3 separate regions of the Mus musculus genome follow, and all the other regions are linked to region 1. A link is a contact called in public HiChIP or PLAC-seq and promoter capture Hi-C data. All regions are on one chromosome and are shown on one strand. The core of a region is the stretch at or near the end of the contact, and the rest is flanking DNA. Distances in the headings are between cores, read along the strand shown.

What was found. HiChIP or PLAC-seq counts read pairs in DNA pulled down with a chosen protein or histone mark. Capture Hi-C pulls out chosen DNA fragments and counts their contacts.
Region 2: an H3K27ac HiChIP or PLAC-seq map of embryonic stem cells shows a contact between it and region 1, with 7 times the contacts expected there. The contact joins the promoter of Enah here to the promoter of Tfb2m in region 1. A contact is called at or near these places in 1 of 39 promoter capture datasets (pre-B cells) and 1 of 115 datasets of contacts at active chromatin or transcription factors (embryonic stem cells).
Region 3: a promoter capture Hi-C map of adipose tissue shows a contact between it and region 1, with 5 times the contacts expected there. The contact joins the promoter of Srp9 here to the promoter of Tfb2m in region 1. A contact is called at or near these places in 2 of 39 promoter capture datasets (erythroid cells and pre-B cells), 1 of 484 Hi-C or Micro-C datasets (B cells), 3 of 115 datasets of contacts at active chromatin or transcription factors (large pre-B cells, regulatory T cell precursor and thymic regulatory T cells) and 2 of 9 other capture datasets (adipose tissue and liver).

The regions. Positions count from the first base shown.
Region 1 is chr1:179,544,373-179,548,878 of GRCm38.p6, reverse strand. It overlaps Tfb2m (transcription factor B2, mitochondrial), which reads left to right and starts at 2,603. Exons shown (of 8, transcript NM_008249.5): 1 at 2,603-3,057; 2 at 3,893-3,981. The coding sequence starts at 2,748. It overlaps Cnst (consortin, connexin sorting protein), which reads right to left and starts at 2,350. Exons shown (of 11, transcript NM_146105.3): 1 at 2,263-2,350.
Region 2 is chr1:182,017,485-182,022,408 of GRCm38.p6, reverse strand. It overlaps Enah (ENAH actin regulator), which reads left to right and starts at 2,429. Exons shown (of 15, transcript NM_010135.3): 1 at 2,429-2,879. The coding sequence starts at 2,875.
Region 3 is chr1:182,121,295-182,126,409 of GRCm38.p6, reverse strand. Srp9 (signal recognition particle 9) reads right to left here and starts at 1,673. Exons shown (of 3, transcript NM_012058.3): 1 at 1,435-1,673. The coding sequence starts at 1,506. It overlaps Gm33725 (a long non-coding RNA gene), which reads left to right and starts at 1,644. Exons shown (of 3, transcript XR_373761.4): 1 at 1,644-1,977.

The DNA of each region.
Region 1 (4,506 bases), core at 1,354-3,853:
GAAAGAAAAATTACTTCAAAGGCACAAAAATTGCACAAGATACAAAAGCCCCAACTGCTAAGCAATTTGTGAAAAAAAAAAAACTTTAATTAAGCTTTTCTAAAAATGTAGGTCTAAATGCTGACTCTAAGATTCATTTTAAAAGTGAAATGGACATGGGGTGGGTGCTTTCTGTATTGCTCGAGTACCTGCAAATGCAGACAAGTATACCATTAACTCTATGCAGAGGGAAACAACTAGGCACATGGCAAAGGCCTGCAGTGCCAGGGATGCTGAGTTAACCAAGGGTGGGGGCTCAGGCGGGAAGGCGTTTGCAGAGAAAACATGGAAACCTGAGTCCTGATCCCCAAAGACCCACACCCATAACCTGAGTGCGTGGAGGATGGAGGCAGACGGAGCCGTGGACACTGACGGACAGCCAGCCCAGCAGGATCTGAGCTCCAGGGTCAGGAACAGAACATGTCTCAACAAAACAGTGGACAGTGACAGTCACGTGACATCACACTACACAGGCACACACATGCATACCACATACACAAACAGAAACAGGGAGCTGGGGAGGTAGCTCCAGGGCAGAGCACTCGCCCAGCGCGTGTGCAAAGCCCAGGCTTTGACCCCTAACAAAGAAGGACAATGATAAATATAACTTTCCTAACGCCAACCACTCAAAAGGAAAATAAACCCTGCCCCAAGTTTCCTTGGACTGAGTAGGCTGTGGTCCACAGGCATTGTGAAATTTTTAAAAATGGTGCTAGGTCTGGAATTCAGGGCCTTATACGTGCGAAGTGGTCTACCACTGAGCTACAATCCCCTTGCCTTAAGAGGCTTATTTTAAAAATGAAAAACTCAAGAATATACTGGGTAAGTAAATTTTGTTATTGCTCTGATATTTTTTAAAAATCATTCTGAGGGAGGGACTGGGAGGAGAGGAGGCAGGGGAGGCAAGGATCGTGAGGTAAAGTTAATTAATTATTTAATTAATAAAAATTATAAAAATCATTCTGCCATATTCAATTGTTAAAATATAGCTCTGGGGAGGGGTGCAAGTCTAGAATCCTTCTGAGTTTATCAAAATGCCAATGGGGGGGGGTCACCTTTGCTTTTTTTCTTTTCCTGAGACATGGTTTCACTATATCCTAAACTAGCCCTGAACTCTATGCATCCCAGGCTGGCCTCCAACTGGTGGGTAATCAGCCTCCTGAATGCCAGGAGCACAGACTTTTACCACCATGCCTGGGAAGAATAATTTCAATAAAGAAAGGATGTTAAAAAACAAAACAAAAACTTAACAAAATCAAGATCAGTGAACAACAGTTAATAGCTTCTGCAGTGTACTAACTTACCATGCAAAAAAGGCCATCTTCAGGTGTCAATTCTTTCCGCCCTAGAGTTTCATTAGCTAAGGGCAATCTTGAGGCTACTTGGCAGGTGACACATTCCTGAGAAACTCTTTCCTTGTGCATTTATATGCCAAGCTCAATTATGCTGCCAGCAGAGTAAGCAGAAAGGATTGTACATATTTTAAACTAAGAAGTTGATTGGCCGCAGCTTCCAGCCTTGATGGAAGGGATAATGGGCAAAGCTTTGAGTACGATCCCCAAACACCGAAATCACTCTCAAAGAAAAGGATCTTCTAACACTGCCAAAATTCCCATTAGAGTATCCTATTTTTAGTCTTTGCAATCGGCCTTTTAAATTGCATTCTACGGTACAATGTGCTTAACTAAGTTTACACAGAGAATAAGGAAGCTTCCTAAGGCTTTAATCCTTTTAAACATGGGAAGGAATTTTAAGCTTTCAAATATTAAAATTTTTCAGCCTGAAATTTCAGTCTTGCAAACATGCATATTAAAAAGAAAAGGTAAATCTTGGCCCACAGGGAGGGAAAGAAGGGAGGCACTCGGCGGTTCCTGACAACCAAAGAGGTAGCTGTGGAGGGGAAAGAAGGTATATGGGGGCAAATAAAAGCTACCCGCAGGGAAGCTGGCACAGGCGACGGGCCACCGAACAGAGACACCGACGCGGAGTAGAAGCTGCCGGGTCCCCGGGGAGGGGAGCGCGCGCGGAGAAATTGGCGCGACGCGCGACAACCGCGTACCCGCAGAAAAGCGGGGAAAACAGGAGATCCGAGAGGGGGCGGATGCGAGAGGGACCCGCTGCAACTCCGGGGAGGACAGCGCCCGGGGAGGAGCCAGCGACTCCCCACAGCTCGGCGGTCGCCGCCAGCCGGCTGATCCCCTGCAGCCGGGCTGCTGGTCTTACCTGGGCATCCGAGGCAATGCAAGGGCTACCGCCGGGCGCCGGGTCTGTTTCCAGCCCCGCGCGCTGACATGGCGGCCGACGAGCTGTCACACCGCCGGCTCGGGTCTCCCGCGGCACTGGAGGATCGGACACCTCTAGCCTTCCCGCCCCGCCTCCCTCTGCGCAACCCTCCCGGCTGGCGGCCGGACCGAGGAGCATAGAGTGCGAGACCGCGGCTAGAGAGGAAGTGCGGAGGGCGGGCGACCATAGAGTTCCAGCACGGACACACCCGGAGAGTCCACGCACAGGAGCCTGGGGGCGGAGCCTAGGCGGAAGCGGAAGCGAGTGAGCAAAGGACTGAGGCTAGGTCGTTCGCATGCGCCATTCGTAATGTTTACTTCCGCCCGGCCTAGTGTGGTGGTGAAATGTGTGCACGTGTGATGGGGTGCTCTGCGTTCTTCGCAGAGGCTACCTTAACTGGTGTTTGAGGTGGACTTTAGAGGAGGATGAGGGGACCGGCGATGCGGCTTCCCCCGCGGATCGCGCTGTCAGCGTTGGCCCGCGGCCCATCTTGCATTCTAGGGTCCGGAGCGGCGACGCGGAAGGACTGGCAAACGAGGAACCGCCGCGGCTTCTCTGACTTCAATATAGAGCCGTTGCCTGATTCTGATTTGGAGGAGTCGTCCCCGTGGACATCCAGGAATCGATCGGAGCCTACGCGTCACATAGCATGTAAGAAAGCGGCCAGGAACCTGGTACGGGACCTGCTGGAGCACCAAAACCCATCCCGTCAAATTATACTAGAGTGCAATCCAGGTGAGTTGAACAGAAGCTTTGCCCTTAGCGTTTACGTGCCCAATATCCTAAATTAGTGTTTGTTTATTGTGTATGCGCGCGTGTTTAGGTCAGAAGACGACTTAGCGAGAGTCAGTTCTCGCCCTACACTTGTGATCTCAATGATTGAAACGAAGTGTTCAGGCTTTACGCCAACCGCCATTGCCCTCTGAGCGTTCTCATTGACCCTGAATTGTATTTTTTTCTTTCTTAAGCATCACTTCTTACTGACAGTCATTTCGTTTAGACTTGACAGTAATTTTTATGGCTAAACATTCAAATAGTCCGTGAGTAAGAGGTAGTCGCAATCTTACATACTATCTTATATACTTGTTTTTCTTCTAGGAAATAGTGACATTTGTTAGGACAGTAAGTGTTGCTGTCACTGACAGACAGAAGGCTGTACAGCTTACCTGTTGAGATGTTGTGGGTTCAAGGTAACTGCCTAATCATAGTTTTCTATATGCAAAAAGAATGTTATCTGGAAACATTGTGTCGTTGAAGCTTGTGTAAAGTCGACTTTGAAAGTGACTGTGGCCGGATGCAATGGCACACACCTTTAATCCCAGCAAGAGGCAGACTGATCTGTGAGTTGGAGGCCATCGAGGTCTACAGAGTGAATTCCAGGACAGCCAGAGCTACACAGTGAGATCCTGTCTTAAAAATAGAGGAAGAGAAAGACACACACACACACACACAGAGAGAGAGAGAGAGAGAGAGACAGACAGACAGACAGACAGACAGATAGAAATGGAGAGACAGAATCAGACAGTATGTTGTTTATTTTGCAAATAAAGTTTTTCTGTTAATATACCAGGTCCTGGAATCCTGACTGGGGCATTACTTAAAGCTGGTGCCAGAGTGGTTGCCTTTGAAAGTGAAAAGACTTTTATTCCACATTTGGAGGTATATTTTTATGTTCCTAAAGTAATATATCTATAAAGACTAGGACCTGTTGAGTGTTCCATGCTTGTTGAGTTTCTGAAAGCTTGGGAGTTCTGAAATCTCTTTTCTAGTTCCTACTGGGGCCCCGAAAATGATAACCTCAAAGCATGACTCATTAATAATAAGTGAGTATTTTGGAATAAAGGACAGTTGGAAGCCCTCAGGTGTAGCTTCAGGAAGAAAGTGTTTCTGCCCTCCTGTTCTTCAAATCAAGCCCTAGAGAGCAGAACTCCTATTCTCAGGATAGACACAGAAGCTAGGACCACCTCACTGCAAAAGAAATGATAGGCCTGAGAATTACTGTAAGCTTTCTGTGTGAGAACTGCCTTTGGCCTACCTTGATTCATAGAGGATCGGGAGTTCTTTTGTCAGAAGCGTTCACCCTCTGCCCAAGAGGAACGAATGACAAACGTAGAGAGCCTAAGAATCTGAACGGAGCGGCCCTGGGTCTGCTTCCACCTTTGGTTGGTTCAGGTCACACCCCTT
Region 2 (4,924 bases), core at 1,180-3,679, 2.5 Mb before region 1:
GGCAAGTTACTTAACCTATCCGATTTCACATTCTTCTTCTAAATGACTGAATGACTTAAGATATCTCCCCTCTAAAATTCTTTCATTCTATATAGTAACACAGTCCATTGAAGTTTCCCACGTGACCAGAATTAGTCTTGTTTCTAGCTCAAGTTTCCATTTTGTCCTTTCAATGTTAGACCAAATATGAACAAGAAGTAACATTTTGTTAGAGCGAACAAACCGTCTTTCCACAAAATGACCTTTGGAGGTCAGGCTGGCCAATGCAAGATCTAAATCCGAAGGCAATGGTGTGACCAACTTGTGAGCTGGCAAGCTGCCATTAAAAAGAATGGAAATGGGTGTAGGCAGCCAACATTCTTGGCTGGTACATTTTTAATAAACACAGAAAACAAGAATAGCATTTTCCTCTTGGATCACTTAATTTGGTACTCATACCATGGGGACATCAGCTGTTAGCATAAAGATGATGGTGATTTCGTTAGATCAGGATGGGATTAGCTAGCAAAAATGAGAAGCAGGTTATGATGTCATTCGCAAGGAATTTTTATTGGTGTTTCTTGTCTCTGACAAGAGATAGTTTGAGTCATTACAGCAGTATCTCCACCTCTTCTGGTGGTGGTAAGGCTTTTATCTGAAACCTAAGCTCTGTTGTACTTACTATATTGGTATGAATGAACTAAGGAGAGCTGGGGTGACTTCTGGCTGAATGTGTCTTAATTCTTTCCCCAAGAAGATTCAATAGGCATTAGTGCTTTTTTTCCTCTTTCTAGACATTAGTTAACTTGTTGAATACTTGAGGTGCAAGCATTTTATACAGATGCCCTTTATACAAAGGCAGTGCACCTCAGAGCTGAGATGTTTTTCTAATCACGGCTATTGTACTAATAACACACGAGGTTGTTTGAGATGTATATTTCTGTCTCTTCTCGTAATATGGGCAACAAGGACATTTGGCTGACAGGGCTGTTTTCTCTTCAGTCCTTGGAGATCCTTGAATAAAATGCTCTGTGATGGCAAGCTGTAATTAGCTATGTGGGTGGAAATTAGTGTTCTTCAAGTACACCATGTTTAGAGCAGAGGCACCGTGCTTTTTACTACCCGAGGCCACCCTGGTCCTGTGCCACAGCTCTAGGTCACTGCTTCTTGCAGGGCTTCCTTCCAAAAAGCAAACCGCCTTTGTTGAGCTCTGAAACCAGGAGGCTTTTCATAGTTAAAACAGGTTAAACTGTTCTCCAGACAATTCAGGCATTGACCAAGGATGGATAGGATACGTTAGCTTGTCATTTGAAAGTGCCCAGAATGCCAGCTTTCATAAGTATCTTTAGAACCGCAGCTCATTTTATATGGAACATCAAACTTTTGAATGGATTCCTGCAGTATTGCTAGGTCCTCCATTTTGGATGTAATAGAAATCGGGTAGCTGCAAAAACCCTTTCTAACCTAGTCTAGGCATCTGTATACTGCGCACGAAAGCGGGCTCTCAGTTTTTAAAAAATTTTATTAGATCATTGGATTTGCTGTTTTTCATTCTACACCCCCCGCCCCAAATTCGGGCTTCTCAGAGGCCTCCTGCACCATCTGACTAAACCATTCGCTGCGTTAGTATTTTCTATCTACCTTCTCAAGGAGGTGAGCTCCAGACTAGGTGAAAGACAGAGCATTTAAAATTATCCTCAGTTTCCATCCCTCCCCGCCCCCGGCCGGGATTCCCTTTCAGCTGGTGACGACAGAAAGGGTTCCACGGGCTGCGTCTCTCGCGGCTGCACAGGGTTCCGCGTGCCTCGGGCCACCGCGTTTCCCGACACCGATGCGTTAGCTGTGTGTGTGTGTGTGTGCGCGTTTATGCGCGCGTGTGTTTGTGCAGTCATCCCAGTACTGTGCGCGCGTCGGCCGGATCCCCAGGTCCAGCACGCTCGGGGGTCCTCGGGAATCCGGGGGACGACGATGGCCACGTTTTGCGTGTTCGGAACTCTCCTACATCCCGCCTACATCCCACGGGTGGGGGTGGGTGGGAGGGAATCACATCGCGGCGGGGACGCGCAGAGGGGGATGCCGGCCCGCGCGCCCTGGTCCTCTCCGCGATCGCGCCCGGCTCGTCACGCCCCCCCCAACCCCCCCACCGCGGTTCGCTCCTCACCTCAGCCTCCGGGCTGCGGGAAGGCCGCGGCAGGAGAGCGCGGTCAAGGGCAGAGCGGGCGCCGAGCCCCCCTCCGACCGCGGGGGGCGCGGAGCCGGGTGGGCGGCAACAAAGGGCCGTGGCCGCACCGCCGCCTCGCCTCGGCCGCCGCCCCGCAGCCCCCTCGTGCGCAACGCCCCTCGCCCCGGGAGGGAGGGGGAGGGGAGCGGGCGAAGCGGGAGCGGCGGGGGCGGCGGGAGGAGGGCGGCGCCTGCGTGCTCCTCCGCCGCCCCGCCCCCGGCGCCCCGCGGCGAGCCCGGCTCTCCTCCCGCGGCTGCAGCAGCTGCCGGTTCCTCACGGCCTCGGCGGCGGCGGTGACGGCGGCGCGCTCGGAGCGGCCTCTGGAGCGGCGGGCGGGCGGACGGACGGACGGACGGACGGGCGCGCGGCCCCGGCGGCTCCCGTCTGAAGCGGCGGACGAGGCTCGGCGGGGAGGAGGCGGCGACGCAGGCGGAGGAGGCGGCGGCCGCCGGGGACCCGCTCGGCGCCTCGGCCCCGTGCCCCGTCCCCAGCCCGTGGTCGCTCGCGCTCGGCGGGCCGGCGCCTCGCCTCTGCGCGCGGAGATGGTGTAGCCCGGCCGCCGGAGCCGGAGCCGCCTCTGCTCGCGCGTCCCCGCGGCGTCCGCCTCCCCGCCTGAGAAGAGACCCTCCGCTCGGCGGCTCCCGCGCCGGGGAAGCCTCGGCGCCGCCGGCACCATGAGGTGAGGGGCGCGCGGGCCGCCAGCCATTGTGCCGCGGCGCCGCGACCGCTCTGCGCGGACCCGCCTGCCCCGGCCCGCGGCGCCGGCTCGGCTCTCCCGGCTCTTTCTCGCTCCCTTTTGTCCCTTCGGGTTTCTCCGGTCCAGCTGCCCTGCCCAGCCGCTCTGATTTGGGGGAGGGGGCTCCTCCCGGTGTCCCCCTCCGATGCTCTTCTTTTACCCAGGATTTCCCTTCCTCAATTCAATATGCCAGCTCCCTCCCTCCCTCCCCCAGCCTGGGTTAACGAAACCCAGGAGATGGGGAGGGGCTCGGTAGTCGTAGCGTGCTCGTTGCCGAGAAACAGGTATTTTCCGTACATCTGTAAAAATTCTCTGCACTTTTAGTACAAAGCTCTAGTGTTTAATTAAAAGGGGGGTGGGGAGGAAAGTTTGGAAGGTTTGAAATCTCTGCGGGGAATAAAGTGCCTCTGGTAGGGGTAAAGCGGAGGAGCGGGGAAAGGTGAACATTTCTCGATGGTGGGGGAAGGGAGAGCATTTACTAGGTTTCCTCTGGCGGGGGACAGTGTGAGGCTGGGATAAGTTGGTTGAGGTTTGTAAGCCCGGGCGGGGGAGGGTTTTGTTTGGAAAGCCCTTCTCTCCGGTTCGTAGCAGCCTGTGTTGCATTGCAGCAGAAGCGGCCGCGTTTCCCTTCCTCTGTAATCAATACAATTATTTATTTATTTTTCAGCCCCAAAGGAAAGTCTTGGATGTACCGTGGTGAAATGCTTTTTGATTGATACGGTGAAACATATGGTGTGATGTTTTTTAATTTTTGTCTCTCCAGTTGTGTAGGAGAATAAACCATGATGTGGTGTGTCACTCATTGGCGACCACCCACCCCAAGCCTTTCCTAAGGTTGTTTTGTGTCCATAACCTCCCGCTTTTGGATTGGTGCAAGACTTAGTGAGAAATAGGACCTCGTAGACTGAAGGCTGATGCATTTTGCGTACTCATCCTTAAAGGCCTCCCTTTTAGGTTAAACAATTGTGGATGAAGTAAATTCCTCCGTTTCTTCCTCCCTCCCGAGATAGTCTTTCAGTTCATTTGGATTTGAATCTCCTTTGTGTTAAAGATTAATGGCCGACGGTTGCCAAGACCTTTATAATGTAATGAAATGAGATTTGAATAATATCTTCAAATTCCTTCTCTTTGGCCTGAAAATCTTGTCATTGGAATTTCCCCCCTTATTTCTGTTTGAAACTTTAGCTTTTATATCCCCCTCCTCAAAAAAAAAAAAAAAAATCAGGGTTGAACACAGACCCGTTACAATTTTAAGTATATTTTTGTGCTGTGTTTACTTAAGCTTACTATGAATTTTTCTGATTCTGGGTGACAGATCTTTATGTTAGTGTTAGATTTTTGCCAAGTGACCCCTTTTCCTGGGTGATTTCATACAACTTATTTCAAATGTTTAAAAAGTAATTAATGGCATAGAAATCAAGATTAATCTTTGTAAAATGCAAGTTGAGAAACCTGTTATATTTTTGTGCATTTTTGCTAAGCTACTGGTGGCCTTGAAAATTCAGGAACTGTTAAAAAACATGACTGTTCTGTCAGGTAATATTACATACTGTTGATTGTACTTTAGTGACATAATGCTATATAGGTCTTGCCCAACAAGTTAGTAGTTAGTAGTTTTTTGGTTTTTTTTTTTCAGACTTGCAATAATTTTCTTAAAACATTAAAAGGACAAAATAAAGCAGGGTATTTTAACATTTGATCAAAGCTATTTGAAAGCTTGTGAACAAAATATATTCAAGTTTGAAGTATTTAGTAAAACTTAAATCATACACTGTCTCAGTAAGTTATGTCTGGACTTAGAAGTTCTAGCTTCTAGCGAAATATAACTAATGCTTTGAAAGCTGTTTTCTTGCCATATTTCTTACTAGCTGTAGAGATAGAGAAATCACACTGACGTTTTCCCAGTGGTGTAAATACAGAACATTCCCCCCAGGTCTGAGGAGTTTGCGCAGTCTACAGTAATTCTTTGTAGGCTGATTTTGAATAAT
Region 3 (5,115 bases), core at 424-2,923, 2.6 Mb before region 1:
GGTGTGGTGGCACACGCCTTTAATCCCAGCACTCGGGAGGCAGAGGCAGGCGGATCTCTGAGTTCCTGAGAAATAAAAAGAAGGGCCGGGGGAGCTAACACCCAGAGTTCAAGATCACTCTCATCTCCACAGGACATTAATGAGGCCCATCTAGGACGCATGAGAAGATAGGAGCTTAAAAATACACAAGGATGGTTCCGAATGTTCTACTGTCTACTCTGGTCTTCCTGTGGTTCTAATGCAGGTAGACACAGATTTGGCTCCCAGCACCCACAAGGTGGCTCACACCCATGCCTAACTCCATTTCCCGGGGATTCAATGCCCTCTTCTGACCCCAGCAGGGCAGGCACCCCATGTGCACAAGCAAACACTGACATACGTAAGAATTAATGGACTGACCTTCTTAAAAGATGCTTCCTGTGGGCTTGGAGAGATGGCTTAGCTGCTAAAGGCTATGCTCACAACCAAAAGTAAAAGATGCTCCCTGTAAAATCCTGTAGTAAGTACTGCCACCGCAAGCTGCCAGTACCAATATATTTTTGATTTTTACTTACATGTGTGTGTCTGTGTGTGTACATGTTAGTGTGAGAGATGTGTGGTCAGAGGGCAAATTTAAGGAGTAGATTCCCTCTTTCCATCCTTAAGTGAGTTCTGCATGCTGAGTGTCTCTGCAGTCTCATTATGATACACACACACACACACAGAGTTCGTGTTATGCACTGAGCCCGGGTTCTTGAGATTGTTAGCTGCTCATCGGTTTTTTTGTTTTTGTTTTCTTTTTCCTTAACGTGTATATTCATAAAACATGCGTCTACCATACCTTCAACAATCCTTTAAGGAATGATGAAGCTGACCTTTGTGTCCCCCTCCCGGAACTTGTTCTGAACTGCTGAGATGGGACTGGGTAGTTTGCTTTGGGGAATGAAACCGCTTGCAAACATTTATGTCTAACGTGAGAGTGCAAACAGTCTCCATGTTTCAACTGGTCCAGGAAAAGACTAAAAATCCCCACTATCCAAAAAAAAAAAAAAAAAAGTAGAGCAGGTGCTTCCTAACTGGGACGTACAGTAGCACCATTTTATAAGCTGGTACTCTCGGGTCTGGGTAGGAAAGGAAAGGGGCACTAAACTAAGCGACGGACAGGAAAGCGACGGTGCAGGGGGAGGAGCCCACTCAGCGACACGTAAACCAACCAGATCCCGAGCGGAAGTTAGGAGCTCCCCCGGGTGCAGGCCGCTGTGGGGTCCGGCGCTGCGGAAACCGCCCTGCCTGTAGCTGCTGGGGTCGCCTCGCTGGGTCACTGGGTCTCCGGGTCAGTCGGAAGCAGACGAAGGGACAGTGGCACCGGGTGGGCCGACTGTTTCCTGGGCGTGCTCAGGCCGCGCCAAGGGTAGAGAAGCCCCGGGCCCCAGGGCGGTCCCTGCAGCGACTCACCTTCATGGGGTCCGCCAGGTAGAGCTTCTCGGCCGCCCGGCTGAACTCCTCCCAGGTCTGGAACTGAGGCATCGTGGCTTCAGGCAGCGAGGAACAAGGCCGCGAAGCGAGTCACGGCGCTGTCGCCCCGGCGGCCCGCCGCTCTCCCGCAACCGCCCACAGCGCTGCACTCCGGCGGCGCAAAGACGGAGGCTCACGAGCGCTCACGCCATTGGCCAGCCTCGGCCGCGCGCCTGTCCAATGGGCAGGAGGCGTGATGTCGGGGGGCGGGGCCTCCGCTCTGAGAGGTCGGGAGAGGAGAGGGCGGCTGCCACAGCGCCGCCTGCAGGGCTGGAGGGGATAGTGCCTGTGCTGCCTTTCCAAAGACTAAGGAGCTCTGTGACCTGGTACCCAAGTCACAGTCGTGGTGATGACAAGGCGCAGCTGTCACACTCAAAGCCTAATCAAGGAGTTGGGGAGACATAACGGACGCGCAACCAAAAACTTTCTGTGGTAGACTTTTGTATCGGGTCAGTGGAACAAAAAGGAGCAAGGCTCCCAGAGGTGAGACAAACTGAATAGGGAGTAGAGAAGGGCGAGACCTCTAGGCACATTTAAGATCTGCAGTGTACGTGTACTTAAGAGGAACAGTAGTGTTCAAGGGAATGGAGGAAGAGAAGAAGCACAGAGAGAAGGAAGCTACACTGTGGCATCTGCTAGGATACGAAATTTGAGTCTTTCCCTCAGGCAGAGTGTGACACAGGACAGCTTTTAAAAGAAATTTTATTGGGGTATATAGTTTATGTGTGCAGTAAACATCGGCTTTGAGAATATACGATCATGGATTCTGAAAAAAATACATATACACACACGTCACACAGCCACAGAGCATATACCTACTTGCCTAATGTCATAATCAATATATGGGGGTATTTTTCACCTCTAGAAATTTCTTCATGCCTCCTTGTAATTCATTTCCTCTGTCTTCACTCCTGGCCCCACGAATGTTTACTCTTACTAAAAATTACATCCCCCTGTCCATTGAGCTGCTTTTTCCCCCTTCCCTTCTCCATCTTGCTCTGCCCCTCCTCAATCCGGGCCCAAAGGTTTGTTGTTGTTGTTGCTGTTGTTGTTTTTATTTTTTGTTTCTCATTACAGATGGTTGTGAGCCACCATGTGGTTGCTGGGATTTGAACTCATTCATGACCTCTGGAAGAGCAGTCAGTGCTCTTAACCCTGAGCCCTCTCACCAGCCCCCATTGATCAGCTTTAAACAGTTTTGTTGGGTTTTTTGTTTTGTTTTGTCTTGTATTGTTTTGGGTTTTCAGTGCTAAGGATTGTGCATTCTAGACAAGGTCTCTGCCACTGAACTTAGCCACATTCTCCTCCCCATCTTGCCTTCCTCTTCCCTATCTTTTTCTTTTCTTTTTCTTTCTTTCTTCTTTGTTTGTTTGTTTGTTTGTTTGTTTTTCAAGACAGGGTTTTTCTGTGTATCCCTGGCTGTCCTGGAACTCTCTCTGTAGACCAGGCTGGCCTTGAACTCAGAAATCCGCCTGCCTCTGCCTCCCAAGTGCTGGGATTAAAGGCGTGCGCCACCCCTGCCCGACTTCTTTTCTTTTTCCTTCTTTCTCTTTCTTTTTCTTTCTTTCATTTTTTCTCTTTTCTTTCCTTTCATTCATTTTCTTTCTCTTTTCTTCCTTCTTTCCTTCCTTCCTTTTTTTCTTTTGCTCTTTCTTTTTCTTTTTTTATGTCATGAGTTTGCGGAAAGTCCCAGCTATTTAGTCCAAGGCCAAACTGGGCTACTTAGAAATAAACAAGCAGGGCTGGAGAGATGCCTCAGCAGTTAAGAGCACCGACTACTCTTCCAAAGGTCCTGAGTTCAAATCCCAGCAACCACATGGTGCCTTACAACCACCTGTAATTAGATCCGATGCCCTCCTCCGGTGTGTCTCAAGACAGCAACAGCATACTCATAATAAATAAATAAATAAATAAATAAATAAATAAATCTTTTTTTTTTTAAACATTGAGCAGTCTCTGGGACAAACCTTCAGTCCTTTTTTTTTAAGATTTATTTATTTATTATATGTAAGTACACTGTAGCTGTCTTCAGACACTCCTTACACATGGTTGTGAGCCACCATGTGGTTGCTGGGATTTGAACTCCGGATCTTCGAAAGAACAGTCGGGTGCTCTTACCCACTGAGCCATCTCACCAGCCCCCCTAAATAAATCTTTTTAAAAAAAGAAATAAGCAAAGAAAAGAAAGGAAGAAAGAAACAAGAATGATGGCAGTCCTAGCAAGAGGCCATCATGGTACCTGGGCTAAATAGATAGCAATTATTTTGATTTTTTTTAAAGGGGGTGAAACAAAGGGACTCTGAAGTCAGCCTCCCGGGGGATGCTTGAAGGTCTGCTCAAACATTAGGGCTTTACAGCTCAAGTTCCCAGGAGGCTGGGTGGTTAGCTGAGTCATCTCTACGAAGGTTAAAGTCACTTGTGAATAAGATTAGCTTCAGAAGAAGGCTTCTATTCCCTTAGAACAAGGGACATATTGCAGGGGCTATGGGGACGCTGAAGAGCAGAAACAAACGAGACGAGACAAAGGACAGTCCAGCAGAAAGGCCTTCTTGGAAGAGGAGTTTGTAAACATTTTTAGCAGTGTACATAACAATGAGTTTCGTTATGACATCTTCACACATGTCCACAATGTGCCTTGATCATGTTCACACCCTCTAACCCTACCTCTTTTAGATTGGTCCCAGCAAATATTTTTTTTCCAACAAATCTTAATATTCCCTCTTTCACACCTGTACAAGTCAAAGGGCATAGTGTTGGGGTTTAATCAAAATGTTGGAGTCCTCAAAGCCCCCTTGCTTATCTCTCCAAGGCAGAGTCAAGAGAACCAGGCTTCGGAAGTTACTACAAACCCTTTCGTTTTACAACCCTACAGTCAAACCTTACTATAATATTGATTTTCATTTAGCAGACAAACGACTGGCTATGTTTGTGAGAGAGTTTCTAGATTAGGTTAATTGGCGTGGAAAGATCCATCTGAAATGTGGTGGCTCCATCCCATGGGCTGGGGCCCTGGGCCATAAAAGGAGACTGTGAGCTGAGCACCAGCATCCACCTCTCTACATCCTGACTGGAAGCAGTGTGACCAGTCACCGCACACTCCTGCACCCACCCCACACTGAGCCATCTGCTTTTCCTTCCTTAGGTGGCTTTTGTCTGCCATGATGTCACAGCGGTGCGAAGAGCGCTTGGTACACTAATCCCAAGGGCTGTGAGAGAAAATAATCCTTCCCACTACACTAACCCAGGTCTACAAGCTCCTCTCTCTACTTTCCCAAGCTGAGGCTACCTGGTTCATGAATAGTAGCTGTTTTATGGATATAAGACAGGGACATTCAGAGTATGCAGTAGTGAACTTCACAAAGAGCATAGAATCTGGATCATTCCAAGTGACTTCACATCAGCCCCAAGAGCAGAACTAATTACCCTCACCAGAGCCCTCTAGCTTGGAGCAAGAATGAGATTCACACAGATTCATCCTGTGATTTCTATGTAACCCACACCCGTGTAGCCATCTGGAGAGAAAGGGGCCTCTTTACTGCCTGTAACAGCTTGGGTAAACATGCTCCTGAGGTTCGGACCACTCTAGAAGCCACCCAGACTCTAATTCAGATGGGCTTATGC